2 separate regions of the Sminthopsis crassicaudata genome follow, and region 2 is linked to region 1. A link is a contact called in public Hi-C data. All regions are on one chromosome and are shown on one strand. Each heading gives the region's core, a stretch centred on a gene start, on an enhancer-like site or on the middle of the called end of the contact. The rest is flanking DNA. Distances are from core to core; before and after follow the strand shown.

The links. A called contact is a pair of places that touch in the nucleus more often than the background predicts.
Region 2: a Hi-C map of hippocampus shows a contact between it and region 1, with 6 times the contacts expected there. The contact joins the promoter of IRX5 here to the promoter of IRX3 in region 1. A contact is called at or near these places in 2 of 2 Hi-C or Micro-C datasets (fibroblasts and hippocampus).

Annotation. Positions count from the first base shown.
Region 1 is chr2:489,715,158-489,721,025 of ASM4859323v1, reverse strand. It overlaps IRX3 (iroquois homeobox 3), which reads left to right and starts at 3,418. Exons shown (of 4, transcript XM_074293429.1): 1 at 3,418-3,838; 2 at 4,071-5,193; 3 at 5,389-5,455. The coding sequence starts at 3,518.
Region 2 is chr2:490,483,369-490,489,012 of ASM4859323v1, reverse strand. It overlaps IRX5 (iroquois homeobox 5), which reads right to left and starts at 3,446. Exons shown (of 5, transcript XM_074293435.1): 1 at 3,017-3,446; 2 at 335-514; 3 at 1-199. LOC141557573 (a long non-coding RNA gene) reads left to right here and starts at 782. Exons shown (of 3, transcript XR_012486837.1): 1 at 782-1,270.

The sequences.
Region 1 (5,868 bases), core at 2,169-4,668:
TTAATCTAGCCATAAGAACGAACTTTTGAGTGTATACCATCCACTTTGGATCGGCCATAGGTCCCACTATAGGTATGCAACTGCACGTCGGGGAATGTCTTCTTCCATTCCACCATCAACTGAACATCTAGTCTGTCCAGGAGCTGACACATAATAAATAACTCTACCTCCAGAATGTGTGCCAGTAACTGTCCTCAGAAGGAAAAGGGAAAAGCGGGGGATCTTGTCAGGCCTTAGGGAGAAGTTGTTTCCTGGGTCTCCTATTAGCTCCCCATTCCGGTTTTGAAGAAGCCTACTCCCACAGCTGTGTGGATTGGAATTTGATCAGTCTGGGCTAGGGGCGGGGTGGGGGAGAGTGAGGAAAGTGGTGAGGAGGGAGGTGAGAAAATAGATAGTACAGCACTTCCTTAATTTTCAGAGCTCGGAGCAGGCGTCGAGTAGCGGGTTGGGATCAAATGTATTGGGAGGAGGAGTGGATGTTTCAGTATCTAGTCTTTCCACCCGCCCTGCCCCCAACCCTCTCCCACTTGCCTGTCTCTCATTTGCTGCGCGGCCAGATCAATGAAGGATCGATGCAGGAGAATCTATCAGAGTTGTGTTCTTTTTTCTCCTCCTCACAATATGGAATTGAATGTCAAGAGGCGTAATTCAAGCTCTTAGTGCACGGTTCAACCCCTTAGATCCTGAATCTCACCTGAAGTGACCAAAGGACCGCGGCTCACATTTTGTTAAAATAAGACAATTTAGCACAATTGAGGCTCCTGTTCTGAGGTGGCAGAATTAAATGGGGGAGAGGGAGGGAGAGGGTTTGGCCCAAATCACTGTATTTGGTCTTGAGAAGGAGATATTGGAGCCAGGTCTCAAAATGCTAGGACTTCTTCGTCCAGTGGTTCCTCTTCTTCCAGGCCGGGCTTCCTGTCCCACAGTAGAAAGTTGAGCCGGAAACGAAATCGGGCGTCGGGGTGCTATAGCAAGAGTGGGGTGGATCATCAATTGAGGAGACAACTCTATATTCGAGGTGGCTTTTAGGGCAGGAAATATCCGTGGACCAAAGCACAGAGCTCCAGGTCCTAAAACCTCCTCCGCCCCCGCCTAACCCTCTTCTTTCATCCTGGTTACTGCTTTTGTTCTGATGATTCCCCAGAAGTTTTCTTAACATTCAAAGACTAAAAAATATACAGGGCCCAGGACAGCTACGGGTTGAGAGTCAGAGACAGACGGTCAGAAGGACAGACAGAAAATGCCACAGTCTCTCTGTATTGGGTATCACTCTCTGCCCTCTGAGAAACTCCTTATCTTGGAGCTACCGTCTTTATCTCTAGGGGCTGGGGCCACGAGCAACTGGGAACCATGATCGGTCAGAGAGATGGACACTACGAAAGAACCGGAGCTCTGGTGGAATTAGAAATCAATAACCCAATCTGGAAAGTGGCGGCCAGTTTCCGCCTCCTCATTTACCGAAGGGGATCGCGAGTGAAGGTGTTAGAATAAAGAAAGATTAGATGCTCTCTCGGCCTACCCTGAATAAAAAAGTATCAAGTCCCAGAATTGCTAGCGGCGCTATAGAGAGGAGTTTAATGAGATTAGCGACGTACCTTCGGATTTCCCGGGCCCGATTCGGGAATTTTAATCCCGGGGTTTGGTTGTGCTTTAATCTGCGAGAATCAAGAATCAGGAAAAGGGGGCACAGAAATTTCAGATTTCATATCTGAAGAATACAATTCCAAGAATTAGAATCGAAATCTCGGCTTCTCTGAATAGGAGTAGTCCGAGATGGGTTGGTACGGGTCGCGGGGAAACAGGAGAGAAAAATGTTGAGAGGGAGCCGCGGGAGCGCTGGAATCGAAAGAGAGAGAATAGACCAAAAGGAAAATACTAACTTTAGAACTTTCACAGATGTTATTCCAAAACTCTTCGTCGGCCCACAAAAGGGTCCTGCCTTCACACCCCACACCTTTGCCCCAGTCTCTCCCGCCAGGTATTTAGAAGGGCTTCCCAGGAGACCACAGCCTGAAGGCCTTTTTTCCAACCAAGAGTCAATCTCCTTCAACTCGGGCGAGCCTAGGCCCCGTGGTCCTGGGGGGTAAAGGAGTGGGGGGGGGAGAGGGGGAGAACCAGCGTTAATTTTCTAATTAGAGATTCGCACTCGGTTACAATGGCGTTAATGAGGGTAATTTAGGGGCAGCTCTCCAGCGGGTTTGCCCCGCCCCGGCGGGGGAGGTGGAGGCGGACTAGTGCTCCCGCCCCAAATCAGCAGTTTAATTTGGCTCGGCCTCTCCTTTTGAAGTGACTAGGCGAATTGCGGCTCTTTGAAGCCCAGATTAGGACGAAATTACTACCCTCCCTCTTATCCCCTTTCGAATTCATTCCTGGCCCGAAATACTGCACTGGAGTGGGGGTGGAGGTGAAGGTGCTGAGAGGAAGCTCTGGCTGAAAACGGACCCGGAGAAATAACTCTCCATGACACCATTCTCATCTTCACAGCGCCCAAACACCCACTCTACTAAAAATCCACCAAACTTGGATATTTCCCCATTTATACAGTAACCCTCGTTCCAAACCCAGGGTAGGTGAAAATGCGAGAAGGAAGGAGAGCTCATTGCATACTTATTTATTAAACTCCCCAGCATAAACGTTTCCTTGTCTTCGTCCCCACCCCCTCCCAATCACATCTCTCCGCTCTTCAGAGAAGGGGCGGGAGGAAGACTCTTGCCCCCCGCGGTACATCCGCGCAGGGCAGGGCTCACCCTACTGTAACGCGCACCCGGGATTGGCGATCTCTGAAAGGAGACAGGAGAACAAGTCGAATAAGCGAGCGAGACGTCAGGCTAGAGATTTGGGGAAGAGAGAGGGAGGGGGAAGAGTGAGGGACACACACACACACACACACACACACACACACGCATACACACAACACCCTTAGTGACCACAAATCCCGAGCAGAGCTGGGGACTATCAGCCAAAGAGCAGTAGCAAAGTGGGAGGGGGAAGGAGAGAGAAAGAGAGAGAGAAATTAGAGGAGAAACACAGAAAGAGGAAAAAAAGAGTGCAAAGGAAGTAACGAAAAGGAGGGGGAAGAAGAGAGGGGAGAGAAAAGCCTGGGAAACGAGAAAGAGGAGATATTGAGAGAGGAGAGGAGACAAAGTAGAGAACTGAGGGGGGAAAGGAGAGCTGGAGAGGAGGGGCTTGGGCAAAGTAGAAATGTCAATCAGCGCCAGGAGCCCCGGTAATCTCCGCCAATCTGTTAGGACCTGACCTGGCTCTGAGCCGCTGCTGCCGCCGCCGTCGCCTCCGCGGAGCAGATCAATAGGGGAGCGCGGAGCGGAGCGCAGCGCAGGGCAGCGCAGTGCGGGAGTCTGTTCCCGCGCCCGGAGCCCCCAGCCCCCGATGCCTGCGGGAGCCCGCGGGCGGCGCTGAGCAGGGCGGCCCCCGGGGCCGGGCGCCCGCTCCGTCTGCCCTCCCCCCTCTTTTGCCCCCCTCTCCCCCCCCCCCCCCCGCCCCGGGCCCCGGCTGCACCATGTCCTTCCCTCAGCTCGGATACCAATACATCCGTCCGCTCTACCCGCCAGAGCGTCCTGGGGCCGGAGGAGGCAGCGGCGGCGGCGCTGGTGGCGGTGGAGGCTCTGGCGGGGCAGGCGGAGGAGCCAGTGGAGGGGCCCGAAGTGGCCCGGGCGGCGGGGCCACAGAATTGGCAGCCTCCGGGACTCTGTCCAATGTGCTCTCCTCTATGTACGGAGTCGGGGCTCCCTACGCAGCGGCCGCTGCAGCCGCCGCTGCAGCTCAAGGCTACGGTGCTTTTTTGCCCTACACTGCTGAACTGCCCATCTTCCCGCAGCTGGTAAGCGCAGCCAGGGGAGCCGACGGGACCCAGAGGTTGGGGTCGGGAATGGGGGGGGGGAAGGTGGATTTAGTAGATTACTGGGTACTATGGGTGCGGAGGCTGATCCAGAAGTGTACGGGTATACCAGGGCACATGGGAATGAGAAAGAGTATATAGACCAGGAGCGTAGAAGGTGCTCTGTCTTACCTCTGCACCCTCCGCGCGTGTCCCCTCCCTCGTGTTTGCACAGGGTGCGCAATATGAGTTAAAGGAGAGCCCAGGAGTGCAGCATCCTGCAGCCGCCGCCGCCTTCCCGCACCCCCATGCTGCTTTCTACCCCTACGGCCAGTACCAGTTTGGCGATCCGTCCCGTCCCAAAAACGCGACTCGAGAGAGCACCAGTACGCTGAAGGCCTGGCTCAATGAACACCGCAAGAACCCGTACCCCACTAAAGGCGAGAAGATCATGTTGGCCATCATTACCAAGATGACTCTCACCCAGGTCTCCACATGGTTCGCCAATGCTCGGAGACGCCTCAAGAAAGAAAACAAGATGACCTGGGCACCTCGAAGTCGCACGGACGAGGAGGGCAACGCATATGGCAGTGAAAGAGAAGATGACGAGGAAGAGGATGAAGAAGACAGCAAACGAGACTTGGAACTGGAAGAGGAAGACTTAGGTGGGGAGGAGGAGGACGCGGGGGGCGAGGGCCTGGGCGAGGAGGACGAGGACGAGGAGATAGATCTGGAGAATTTAGATGGGGCAGTCTCAGGATCCGAGTTGTCGCTGGTCACCGCAGCCCGGAGAGATGCGGACCTTAGCCTGGGGACCATTTCGGACCATAAGAATAGTGACTCGGAGGACGGCTCTGAGGGCTTCGAGGAGAGACCGCCTCCGGTCCTACCGTTAGCCCCGGTTCCACCGCCTGCGGGTCCAGTACCCCCGTCTACTCCCTCTCCTCCAACTGGCTTGGATCCATGCGTTCCGGCCCCAGCTCCGCCTTCCACATTGCAGAAACCCAAAATCTGGTCTCTGGCGGAGACTGCCACTAGTCCGGACAACCCGCGCCGCTCTCCGTCTGGCGCCGGGGGCTCTCCCCCGGGAGCAGCAGCCGCACCACCACCAGCCCTGCAGTTAGCCCCCGCTGCCGCAGCAGCCGCCGCGGCCGCGGCCCACAGACTAGTCACTGGGCCTCTGGGCAAGTTTCCCCCGTGGACCAACAGACCGTTCCCAGGCCCACCTCCCGCCCCCCGTCCGCACCCTCTCTCCCTGCTCGGTTCGAGTCCTCCGCATCTACTGGGGTTACCAGGCCCTCCAGGTCCCTCTGCTGTCGCCGCCTTCGCCCGGCCCGCGGAGCCAGAAGGCGGAACAGGTGATTATTGAGCGTCGGAAAAGAGTGGCAGAGGGTTGGTTACGGGAGGAAACTGGGGGTTTCTCTGGGGATACCGCCTTGGAATAGGAGCCTTGAACCCTTCAGCAGATCCCTGGGCTAGGCGGGGGAGGTAGGCTAGGCTCCTCGGGTCCCTAGCACACATCTCTAAAAGGCCATTTTTTCCTTCCTTCCTAGATCGCTCTAGTGCCTTGGAAGTAGAGAAAAAGTTACTAAAGACAGCTTTCCAGCCCGTGCCCAGGCGGTAAGAAACCCTGCTGGGAGAAAGGGGAGGGCAGTAGGAGTACTGTGACATAGTAATATATCCAGGGAAAAGAGAAAAGGGACCACAGGAAGCTTTTTTGGAGGAGGGCATGCTGTTTAGAGCCACTTCCATCGGGATGTACTGGGCATCAAAAAAACAAAACAAAACAAAACAAAAAAACCAAATCTAACCCCCTTTCCTCTCTTCCCTCCCTTTCCCCTTCCCCCCTTCCCTCGTCCTGGGTCTGTCCTAAACCCCACTAGATTTTTGAGAGCTGGCTTAAGCGACCTGGGGAGGCAAAACTGTGGTGGGCTTTACCCCGAACTTCTTTCTTTCCCAGTTCACGGGGCTGGTCCCGGGACTGAGCAATGCCCTCCTTTCCTTCCGGTTCCCCGATTGTAAGGGAGGGTGGA
Region 2 (5,644 bases), core at 2,197-4,696, 770 kb before region 1:
CTGGGTCCGTGCCGTACTGGAGGTGAGAGTTGTAACCCGGGGAAGGAGCGGTAAAGGCGGTAGATCCAGCATAAGGAGAAAAAGCGGAGCCCGAGGAAGAGCGGCCAAGTTCATCGGTGCGAGGTCCCGAGATGACGCTGGTGCTGTAAGCCGGGCAGGAATAGAGTGCCAGGGAGGCAGACGGCTGGTACAAGTAGCCCTGAGGGTAGGACATGGCCAAACAGAGGCATACAGTGCCCGGTGCAGCCGCGGAATGGAACCCGGTCAGCCCCCTAGGAGCAGAGGTGCCGGGGCGGCTGGGCGCCCGGCACTAGCAAGGCGGGCGGCTAAGCACCTGGCCTCCGGGCTCTCCGCGGCTACAGCGGCTCCTCGTTCTCTCCCCGCGCCTGTAGGGCTAACGCTGGCGCTGCCTCTGCTCCTGCTGCGGCTCCTCGCTCTCAGGGTTTTTTCTTTTTCTTTCTTTCTTTTTTTTCCTTTGGACTGGGGGGGCTCTGCTTTTTGCTTCGCAAAGGTCCTGCCAAGATGCTAAGTTGGAAATTGAGGATTCTGACGCCTTCTACGCGCCCCGAAGCTCCTCCTTCCCGGGGTGTTGTCAATGGAAGGAATGGCAGGATCCTGCTGGGCGGCCGCAGCCAACCCGGCCGGCAGGAGCGCCTCTCCCTCTCCCTCTCTTCCTTTCCTTCTCCCTCTCAGGCTAGCTGGCTGGTTCCCTTGCCCCTCCCTCCTTCTGTCTCTCCCTCCCTTCTTCCCTCCCTCTTTTTCCTCCCCCCCTTCCCGCTCCCCTCCCCCCTTTCCCCCCTTGCTCCCTCTCAGTTGCAGACTCTAGCGCGCCGGCCCCTGGATGACAATCACATCCCAGCCGCGGCGATCAGCTCCAACTTTCTTCATTAGCTAACTACTGTTGGAGCCGTCACATTGCTGAGGATTTATCGCAGCCAGGATTGCCCTGGAATACAAGCCAATCCGTTTATGAAAAAATAAAAGAAAGGAGATTGAATATTCGCTCATTTATTTCCTCTGTTTTCTTTCCACAGTAAATAATTGAGCGGATAAACAACGGAGATAAGAATCTAGGTGTGCCATTGACAGCATGGAGACCCCTGCCTTACTTATCCAGGCTTCTTTCCCTACTACTTTAGGAAACCCGGATTAAGTCTGATAAACGGAAACGATGAGACTGTAGTTTGCGGGGGAGAGACAACAACAACAATGTTAAGCAAGTGTGGAAGTGAACCTGGTCGGATCCGGAGGAGGACACTGCCAGCAGCAGGTGGGCAAGTAAGGGGCTCTTTGCTTTTACTCGTCTCCCGGGCTTTTTTTCTCTACTCTGCTGGGAATATCCGAGGTGGGGCGGGGCTGGTATCCAATCTCAAACTGAAAAAATCTCTCTCTCTCTCTCTCTCTCTCTCTCTCTCTCTCTCTCTCTCTCTCTCTCTCTCTCTCTCTCTCTCTCTCTCTCTCTCTCTCTCTCTCCTCTCTCTCTCCTCTCTCTCTCTCTCTCTCTCTCTCTCTCTCTCTCTCTCTCTCTCTCTCTCTCTCTCTCTCCTCCTCTCTCTCTCCTCTCTCTCTCTTCTCTCTCTCTCTCTCTCTCTCTCTCTCTCTCTCTCTCTCTCTCTCTCTCTCTCTCTCTCTCTCTTCTCTCTTCTCTCTTCTCTGTCTCTCTTTGTCTCTGTCTCTTTTTCTCCTCTCTTTCTCTTTTTTTTTCTCTCTCTTTTCTTCTCTGTCTCTGTCTCTCCCTCTCTGTCTCTCTGTCTCTCTCCCTCTCTGTCTGTCTCTCTTCTTTGTCTCTCTCTGTCTCTTTTTCTCCTCTCTTTCTCTTTTTTTTCTCTCTCTCTTTTTCTTCTCTGTCTCTGTCTCTGTCTCCCCCCTTCTCTCCTCTCTCTCTCTCTCTCTCTCTCTCTCTCTCTCTCTCTCTCTCTCTCTCTCTCTCTCTCTCTCACCCCCTTTTAATAAAAAGGGAAGAGATAGACGAAGAGAAGGGCAGTGGGTATGGGCAAGAATTTCCCCTTCTCTTCACGGAGAAGCAGAGTAAGTGACTACTGTTAAGTTCTCTCTGCACCCAGGATCAATCATGCCTCCCACCCTCCTTTCCTGTTCCGGCACCAACACGCCCAATCAGACCTAGGGTTCCTTTTTCTTTCTCTCAATTCCTTTCTAGTCTCTCTAATTACACACTCATTCCTGACTGAATGTGTGTGTGTGTGTGTGTGTGTGTGTGTGTGTGTGTGTGTGTGTGTCTTGCAATTGAGCACACACGTAACCGGAAAATATTTATGAAGCCCCTGAGAGACACAAACGCAGCTTGAAGTTTCTTGCATATACAAATGCAGAAACCACACACTCAAATACACAAAGGCAGAAGCAAACAACACACAATCATAAGTTTCATACAGACACGCAGTCACCGGTCTCATCCTCAAGACACATGTAAAAGCCTCAGACAGAAACACGTATCATACGTTGCACACCGAATCCCTGGACGCAGACATTCAGACTACAAATCTGTGTACACAAAAATGTGCAGGGTCTCAAGCACTGCCACACGTCCACGTTCACACTTGAATTTCAGCTCTCTCCCTATCCTCCACGGAGTCTCCCTGTCACCAATTCCTTGTCATAGTCACAACTTTACAGCACCTCAGACATCCCAACACGGCCAGTTGTAGAAGAGTTCCTGGGCTCACCGAGATCGAGAAATATTTAGCGAATTCATACTACCAAATACTACTCAATATACATGCTACACAAACTCGTACATACAAACTCACACTCAAGTTCCTTTGATGTGCACACGTCACACTTTTCCTTTCTGGCCTTTTGCCTACACAAACATGCTAACATCCCCACACACAGACTGTCCCCACTCAAACTCCCAAGCTCGTCTAGATGCGCCGAGACTCCTCCTCTTCCCTGCCCCGCCCCTCCCTTCTTGGTTCTCCCCTATAGATCTAAGCTGTCCCAGACTACATTCTCCGAGAGCCTCTCTGTCCGCCCCGCCTCCCAGAGTGGCTTTTACCTCTGATTGGTCGCCGCCTTCAACTGGCTCCGCCCTTAACGTCGACCTTCTCCTCCTTCCAGAGTCACTGCGCCGCGGTCGGGGGTGGGGTTGGGCGGGGCGCCGTGGGCGCTATTGTCATGGAGACGAGAAGCTGGAGACGTTGGTTGTGGGGCCGAGCTGACTGGACCCGGAGCTGTGGCGGGGCTGGGAGCGCAGAGCTGGAGCTAGGTGGAGATGGCCCGGAGCGTAAAAGATAAGCCGCCTGGCCAAGCAGAGAAGGAGAGTGCTGGGCGGCTTATGAGGAAGTGACGGCCCTGGGGCTCTGCGTGCAGCGACGGGGAGCGCCCCCCCCTGGCCGGGCCGAGCTGTCCCGAGAGCGCCTCCGTCTCCCTCCCTCCTTCCCTTCTTCCCTCCCTCCTCCCGCCCCTTAGCGCCAGCCCTCGGCTCCGCCTGCGCCGCGCCGCTCGGCTTCGCTGCAGCCCCTCCGGCTGCCCGTCCTAACGGTCTGTTAACGGCCAAGGGCCCAGGGAACCAGTCCGCTGGAGCGCGCGCTGCCCGAGAGCTCGTGAGGAGGCCGGGACTCTCGAGGCCCGCGCGCTTCCGCCACGGCGATCCAGGTGAGCCGCCTTGGGGGGCGGAGGCGGCTGAGGGGTTGGCGTGGGCCCGAGGATGTTGACCCGGACTCCGGGCCGAGTAACTTATGAGGGTCTGTGTCAAGAATGTGTCCGCAGCTGCCCCAGCCAGGCTGACTGGCTGTCAGTCTCGCGCTAAATTTTGCGGGTGCGCTGCCACGTCTTATTTGGGGTCAAGGTCTCGGCGGGGATTGCCCCAAGACTTGGAGTAGGGTCTGAGGACACCGCGGGAGAGGAGGTGGATGTTACTCCCTGACGGTCCCCTGTGCGAATCGGCTCATGCTTGCTCGTGTGCGTGTCCGTCCGAGTGGCCGAGTGCGGGCCGAGGTTTCCATCCTTGCGCACGCGTGTGGCTGTCTGTGCGTGTTCTCTCCCCAATCGCCGCAATGTTTCACGTATCCCCCTAATCCAGAGGGTGGTTAATGAAATGTAGCCAAAGAGGTTTGTGCCTCCACAAATATAAGGTCTGTCAGGGAGACGTCCTCATTCCATAATTTCACCACTTTTATTCTCTATCTTAAGAAAAAGGTTGTAGAGAATCCTGCAAGACGCTGTAACATTTCGAGTTTATGGTTCTACTGCTGTGGTTGTCACTTTCGTTTTATGTCAGATTTAAAACTCGTTTCTCTAGGATGTCTCTATTTTCTGCCTTATTTGCACGTTGATATCTCTGTTGCACGACTGGCCGCCACAGCAGTTTCCTGGAATAGAATTGTATTAAAATGTGAAAGGAAGGACTAATCTTCAGCAATTTGGCTGAATTCAGATAGGAAGATCCTGAGGACTTAACCATTTTAAAAGGAAGTCTTTAAAATAACTTCTTCATGAGCACTGTTGTTTTTTTGTTGTTGTTGTTTTGTTTGTTTTTGTTTTGTTTTGTTGACTGCTGTAGATCTGATTTCTGTTCAGCTAAAATTTAAGCTTTATATTTTGTTAAACTACATAGTTGTCAACAAGTACACGTGCTCTGGACCTTTTTTATCAGTGAAAATATTCTGTTTCTAAAAGTGGAGGCATGGTCATACTTTGTGACACCTGAATATATTTTTCATAATTGATTGTTATTTGAACTTTTTTTTATATTTCAACTTAATTGGAAGATGCATTTATGTTAAGATATTTTTAAAATGACGATGTAAGTCTTTTAAATGTATATTTTTGAAAGAATGAGATTAAAAAGATTAAAGTAGGGTTAATCCATGTAGAGTCCATGTTCTGATTTATAAGTTTTATTTCATAAAATAACTCATTTATAGCAACCATAACAAGTAATTGTTTCATTTTATATTCATTTTTCATGTGCAACAAAAGTACAAATTTTTTTCAAAGAATATATAATAGGTATGTAACTATTTCTTAGTATTTCTTTTTGGGTTTGATGCAGTACTCACACAGAATACAATTGCCATTGCAGACTTCTTTTTATTTGTCTAGTATAATAGTTTTTCAAGTATTGGATTTTAAAAACTAATAAAATTAGGTCTGCTATATTTTAAAGAACTAATCATGCTCGTGTGACACAAAACTAGCACAAGGAAAGGAAACAGATTGGTTCTGTCATATCACTTTGCTGGTTTGGAGTGTACTTAAAGGATTATGATTGATAATGCTGTCTTGCCAAAGAATGTTGACACAGGTGTTTATGGTTATCTTAATTAAGATCCTAAAAAAAATGTGGTCTATATAATGTTATAGAAAGGACTGTATATTTTTAGACATTTTTACTATGGAAAGATTTCATTATACCCAAAAAATTACTTAAATTTTTTCTTAGCTCTTTGGAGGCAAATGTTTCATATATCATATATATATATATATATATATATATATATATATATATATATATATATATATATATAACTTAAATTAATATTAAGTATGTCATTACTAATGCTATGTGTGACTTATTGATTGTATGTTATTGGTTTCTTTGTATAGTGACTTCATTGAATATTGGTGAATAGTTTAGAAAGCAATATATGGAATAGAATATTTCAGCTATATTTTATCAAGT